2 separate regions of the Rattus norvegicus genome follow, and region 1 is linked to region 2. Evidence: chromatin contacts called from public Hi-C data. All regions are on one chromosome and are shown on one strand. The core of a region is the stretch at or near the end of the contact, and the rest is flanking DNA. Distances in the headings are between cores, read along the strand shown. Region 1 overlaps Mogat2 (monoacylglycerol O-acyltransferase 2). Region 2 overlaps Uvrag (UV radiation resistance associated).

Evidence for each region. Hi-C and Micro-C count contacts between places; a contact is called where the count stands out from the background.
Region 1: a Hi-C map of liver shows a contact between it and region 2, with 6 times the contacts expected there. The contact joins two enhancer-like sites. A contact is called at or near these places in 6 of 12 Hi-C or Micro-C datasets (the A7r5 cell line, hepatocytes, kidney and 2 more).

Annotation. Positions count from the first base shown.
Region 1 is chr1:162,943,888-162,946,587 of GRCr8, reverse strand. All of the region lies in intron 2 of Mogat2 (monoacylglycerol O-acyltransferase 2), which reads left to right. It overlaps LOC120099888 (a long non-coding RNA gene), which reads right to left. Exons shown (of 6, transcript XR_010060689.1): 3 at 2,602-2,689; 4 at 801-869. Among named protein-coding and RNA genes, the nearest start is that of Mogat2, 13 kb to the left of the region's middle. Within about 2 kb of position 1,352, at least 5 of the 93 cell types and tissues checked have an H3K27ac peak or open chromatin away from gene starts, as enhancers often do. A contact at or near this core is called in liver, where this site is marked.
Region 2 is chr1:162,796,425-162,799,306 of GRCr8, reverse strand. Uvrag (UV radiation resistance associated) reads left to right here. Exons shown (of 15, transcript NM_001401542.1): 5 at 1,631-1,705. Among named protein-coding and RNA genes, the nearest start is that of Uvrag, 56 kb to the left of the region's middle. Within about 2 kb of position 1,421, at least 4 of the 93 cell types and tissues checked have an H3K27ac peak or open chromatin away from gene starts, as enhancers often do. A contact at or near this core is called in liver, where this site is marked.

The DNA.
Region 1 (2,700 bases), core at 103-2,602, 150 kb before region 2:
GTGACTCAGATGCATGAGTGCTCACTTCCACTCCTCAGATTTGTTTATTCTTCAGGGGTTCCTCCCAAGATCTCCACAGCACAGCACAGCACAGCACAGCACAGCACAGCACAGCACAGCTCAGCACAGCACAGCACAGCACAGCACAGCACAGCTCAGCACAGCACAGCTCAGCACAGCACAGCACAGCACAGCACAGCACAGCACAGCTCAGCACAGCACAGCACAGCACAGCTCAGCACAGCACAGCACAGCACAGCACAGCACAGCACAGCACAGCTCAGACAGCTCAGCTCAGCACAGCACAGCTCAGCACAGCACAGCACAGCACAGCACAGCACAGCACAGCACAGCACAGCACAGCACAGCACAGCACAGCTCAGCACAGCACAGCACAGCACAGCACAGCACAGCACAGCACAGCACAGCACAGCTCAGCACAGCACAGCACAGCACAGCACAGCACAGCTCAGACAGCTCAGCACAGCACAGCTCAGCACAGCACAGCTCAGCACAGCACAGCACAGCACAGCACAGCACAGCACAGCTCAGCACAGCACAGCTCAGCACAGCACAGCACAGCACAGCTCAGACAGCTCAGCTCAGCACAGCACAGCACAGCTCAGACAGCTCAGCTCAGCACAGCACAGCACAGCACAGCACAGCATAGCACAGCACAGCACAGCACAGCACAGCACAAGCATAGCTTGTTGGAACCCAAGAGCATGTCTAGGGCAGAGTCCCAAGTCCTCACTCCAGGGCCTCTGAACTGTGATTCTGACTCCCCTCCCCTGCCTCACCTCTCTCTAGGCCCTGTGTTGGGGAGGTCTGGGTTCTCCGGGACAGTGTGCAATCTGTGATCTGGGAACCTGTAAGAGGCATCAAAGGAAGCCTGGTTAGTTCTGGGCTCTGCTGAGTTTTGCAGATCCTGGCGCTGGCTTCTCTTTCTCTTTGTGAGGTATAGTCCTGAGCAAAACAGAGAAAAGACCTTTTTGTAAAGGGGACAGCACAGGCAGAGGCCAGTTGCTCGTCCAGAGGCCTCCTGAGCCGGAAATGGTTGTTCAGTGTGACCACAGTAAAATTTAGCCTGAGTAGTGACTGAAGAGAAGGTTCAGGTTAGTGGGGCTTCCTGGAGGCCTCCAGAAGTGACACTTTCCAGATCTGGGTAACCAAGGGCTCTAGAGGGCATCTGCCTCTGCCCACTTGGCTTTCTGGCAGCAGGGCTGACAGGGGATGTTCACCATCTTCCTGATCCTTCCACAGTCGGGGGCTGTCTGTTTTTTGCCTACCTCAGGCTCTGTGCAGAAGCACCCGCCTGGGGCAGGCAATACTGGTGATGGCCAGCAGAGGGTGAGATGCTGGTCTCATGTTGGTTTCTTGGGATGTGCCTGGTCTAAGATCGGAGTGACCAGGAGTGGGCTGTAGCTTGCAGACTATCTTTTCCGCCGACCTCGCAGGGTACTGTGTCGTCTCTCCCTTCTAGGCTCTTTTCTTTTCCAGCTCTGCTGCACCCCACCCCACCCCCCAAGCCTTTGCACTCCCCATCCAACAAAGTGTTCTTCTGATGGCTTTCACGTTTTGCTTGTTACCATGATTTTGCAAACTAGCTCCCAGGGGTGAAAATATCAAACAAAATCAGAACACTGCACCTTTACTGATTCTCTAAGACCTAGCGGTGGGGTGTCAGGCAGTTCTCGGAGAGGGAGCAGTCCTCACCACATGTGAAAGGTGGGCCCAGGAGCTGGGTGTCCCTGTGGAGATTTCATCACCCAGAATAAACACTGTCTACACAGGCCAAGATCTTAGGCAGGACCAAGTTCTGTGGCCAGGACCCTGACCTGGGGTCAGGAATTCCTGGACACGTCACACAGATCATTGTCTGAGTCAGCTTGGAGGGATGTGGACCACCTCTCACCCCACTGCTGTCCCTCCCAGCCAGTAGCTTCCAGCAGCCTTTCTCAATCCCTAATGACAACCGTGGCTAGATAAGCCCTCGTTTCTGACTGTTCTCACCCTGGCAACTACCTACTATGTGCCAGCCCCGTTGCCTTCAGCTGTGACAACCAAATGTCCATAGACAGGGGTAGGAGATGGCAAATGTGCTCCCCTTAGTGAGGACCACTGCTCCAGAACCTGTGTTCTGGGTCCTAAACTCCCCCCTCTGACTCATTCCTCCTTCCCTCTACCATAAGTGCAACCATGAGCCTTTCTTTTTCTGCACTCCACTTGCTCCACAGTGCACCCTTCTTTGGGACAAAACTCACTTTTGCAATGGCCTGCAAGCTCCTGCAACCTAAGCCCTTACCCATCCCCTCTTTTCTCTCTAGCCATCCCAGTTCCCCAGGTCACCAGTGCAGGGGGCCTGACTGGAGCACACCCCCACTTCATTAACTCCCACAGCCATTCACACAGCATCTGGGAGGGCTTTGCGTTTGGAGCTAGGGTGCCCAGGCTTAGCCCAGCTCCGCTCCCTCAGTAGCTGTGTGAGCCAAAGAAGGGCCATGCGTCTCAGTTTCCTCCTCTGTACAACGGGGCACGAATACCAACATTGCTCTCCGGGGTGACAGTGAAGGACAAAGTGGGTAGGTGTGTGTACCATACCTGGCACAAAGTCAGTGCTGGGAATGTTTGTCCAATCCAACACTCTTTTCAGCTCCCAGGGCCTCGTGTGGGCATAATGTCTTCAACTCTGTAATGGTC
Region 2 (2,882 bases), core at 172-2,671:
TGGTGTGTCTGAAGACAGCAACAGTGTACTCATATAAATAAAAATTAATAAAAATTTTTTAAATAGACAAAAACACTTAAAAAAAGGTAATAGTTGTTTTGGGGCCAGTGAGATCACTCCTGGCTACAGTTGCTAACGTTTTGATGAGCATAATTTTAGTCTTCTTTCTCTAGGTACATATTTTTCTAAAGTTCCAGACCCATCTAATCTTGAAACTGATTTTTGAAATATTTTGTCTGAGAAGAAGAAGAAAACTTCTTGCTTGATTTATGATGGTCATTACACATTGGTGATTACAGAACCATTATGCTGTTTCTGTGTTTGGTTCAGTAAGCAACCAGGTAAACGGGAAGTGTGTGGTTCATGGAAGGAGGGAGATGGAGTCCGGTGCTCACAGGGCTTGTCTGCTGATGGATCCACTGACTGAAGCCCATGTTTTCACCCTTTTGTAACCTTCACTTTCTTAATTTCATTTCAAAAGCAGGGCCTTTTAAAAAAATATTACAATTCTTTCTGATAAAAGAAATAAATCTGGGTGTTCATTTCATAGTTCTTATTTTAGATCTCAGTTCTTCTTCCTTGCCCACCCTACCCTCCATGTGTTCTCTGAGACAGGGTCTCAATATGAAGCACATATGAACTTATGATCTTCCTGCCTTTGCTCCCCTCCCACAGAGCTAGGATTACAGGTCTGTGCCACCGGTCTCACTACTCTTTAATCTGCTTTTTTTTTTTTTAAAGATTTTTTTATTTATTATATATGAGTACACTGTAGCTGTCTTCAGACACACCAGAAGAGGGCATCGGATCTCATTACGGATGGTTGTGAGCCACCATGTGGTTGCTGGGATTTGAACTCAGGACCTCTGAAAGAGCAGTCAGTACTCTTAACCACTGAGCCATCTCTCCAGTCCCTTTAATCTGCTTTTTAAAAAAGATTTATTTTTACTTTATGTGTATGGGTGTTGGACTGTTGTATGTCTGTACACTGTGTGTATTGTGTTCATGGAGGGCAGAAGGAGGTTGAATCTCTGGGACTAGAGCTATAGTCGCTTATGTGGGTTGTGGTAATGGAATCTTGGTCCTCTGGAAGCAGCTGGTTTCTTAAGCATGAGCCCTCTCTAGTCCCTGTTCTTTAATCCTTCTAAGTTGTAGTCTTCAGGCCTTGCAGGTGAGGTCATGTGTCTGGGGCACACTGACTGCAGCATGGGGCAATTGACCTCAAAAAGAATAGGAAGTAAAAGTTAATCCGACATCATAATTTTAAAGCATTTGTAGAGTTTTTAAATTTATTTTTTAAACTAAATCAGAGCATATGTGGTTTGCCACTGTCCTCTCCCTGCACAAACACCCCCACACCACACCACCCCTGCACCACCCCCCTCCAGTCCTTCCAAGGTAAGCAGTATTGTGACAACCACTCTTGGCTCCAGTAGTCTCACACAGTGATTGTGAGGCTTTTGACTAGATGGACTTTCTCCTCTGTCACTCACTGAGATCTGCTTTCTTTGTTGCCCCTTTGTTTAGACAGAACTGCCTGCCTGTCGTTGTGGAAATGGGCGGGTTACAGCTGTCATGTTCTGGCCTCTGGAATAAGATCAACTAATAGTGTGTTTTCCTCCTTTCTTAGATCCATGCCCGCAACCAGAATGAAATCATTTTTGGGCTGAACGATGGCTACTACGGTGCTCCATTTGAACACAAGGTAAGAGGCGTCTCTGGATGGTCTGAGTTTTGGTAAATGCAGGTGCTTTGCACCTGGGAAACCAGACTCTTGAGAAGAGCTGAGTAAAGAGAAGCATGTTTTAAGTGTCACTGTGAGCCCAGTGTTCGGGGTGGCTTGGACAAATGCCTTCTGTGTTGAGAGCATGTTTCACAGGACACACAAGCACTCTGAGAAGTCGGTTCTAAACCCTGATTATATTCCTCAAAGGGAAACCTGAGCTAGCTACTTTCTACACAATTATTAGGGGATTAAGAGAGTAGTGAGCTGGGTGTGGTGGCTTAATCTTGCAATCCTAGCCACTTCCTAGCCACTTAAAGGTCAGATCCTGCCGAGGTTCAGAGTTCAAGGCCAGCCTAGGAAGCCTTGGTAGGCCCTGTCTGAAGATGAAACAGGCCGGGGATGTTGCTCAGCAGTGGGGGCTTTACCACCATGCTGGAAGCCCAGGTCCCACTCTCCAGTCCTGCCCTCCCCCAGAACAAACAAGGTGACTTTTGTCTAAATGGAAGAGTTTAATGGACGTGTTCAGTCATGTTTATCATCTCAGCAAGCCTAAGAAACCCAAGTAGCAGATATATTGCACAGCCATTAATCCCAGCCAGTGGGAAGCAGGGGCAGGTGCATCCTTGGGAGCTTGAGGCACACAGTGAGATCCTGCCTCAAAAGAGAGAAAGAAGGAAACTGAAATTGAAGCTCTTTTGTAGCCATTGCTGTCTCTGCATCCAAAAGTGAGGAGAGGAAGGCGAGGCAGAGCCCATTGTTAGCAAGGGCCTTCTGTGAGCATCCCTATGGCAGGGGCTGACTCGGCATCTTCATCCTGGTTAGCACTTGCCACAAACCACCGTGCTGGTCTTCTTGGCATCTCATGATCGGGAGGATGAACTCCATAGGGTCTAAAGTGGCTGAGCTGAGGTGTTGGGTATGTGCCAGAGTCTGCTCTCCCTACTCTGATGAGTTTTACCAAAACAAAACAAAATCAACCAACCAAACCAAAACTCCCTTCTCCTGCAAAGTCTTCATGTTGCTTCTGCTCAGAAACCCTGTTGTTCATTACCTCTGTTATGTGGATGCCACACTCGGATGCTGTCTGTCATCCCACGGTTTGCTGAGTGCCTGCCCAGGGTTGGCTCCTGTGTTCAGTGCTGAGAGCACAGGGGTG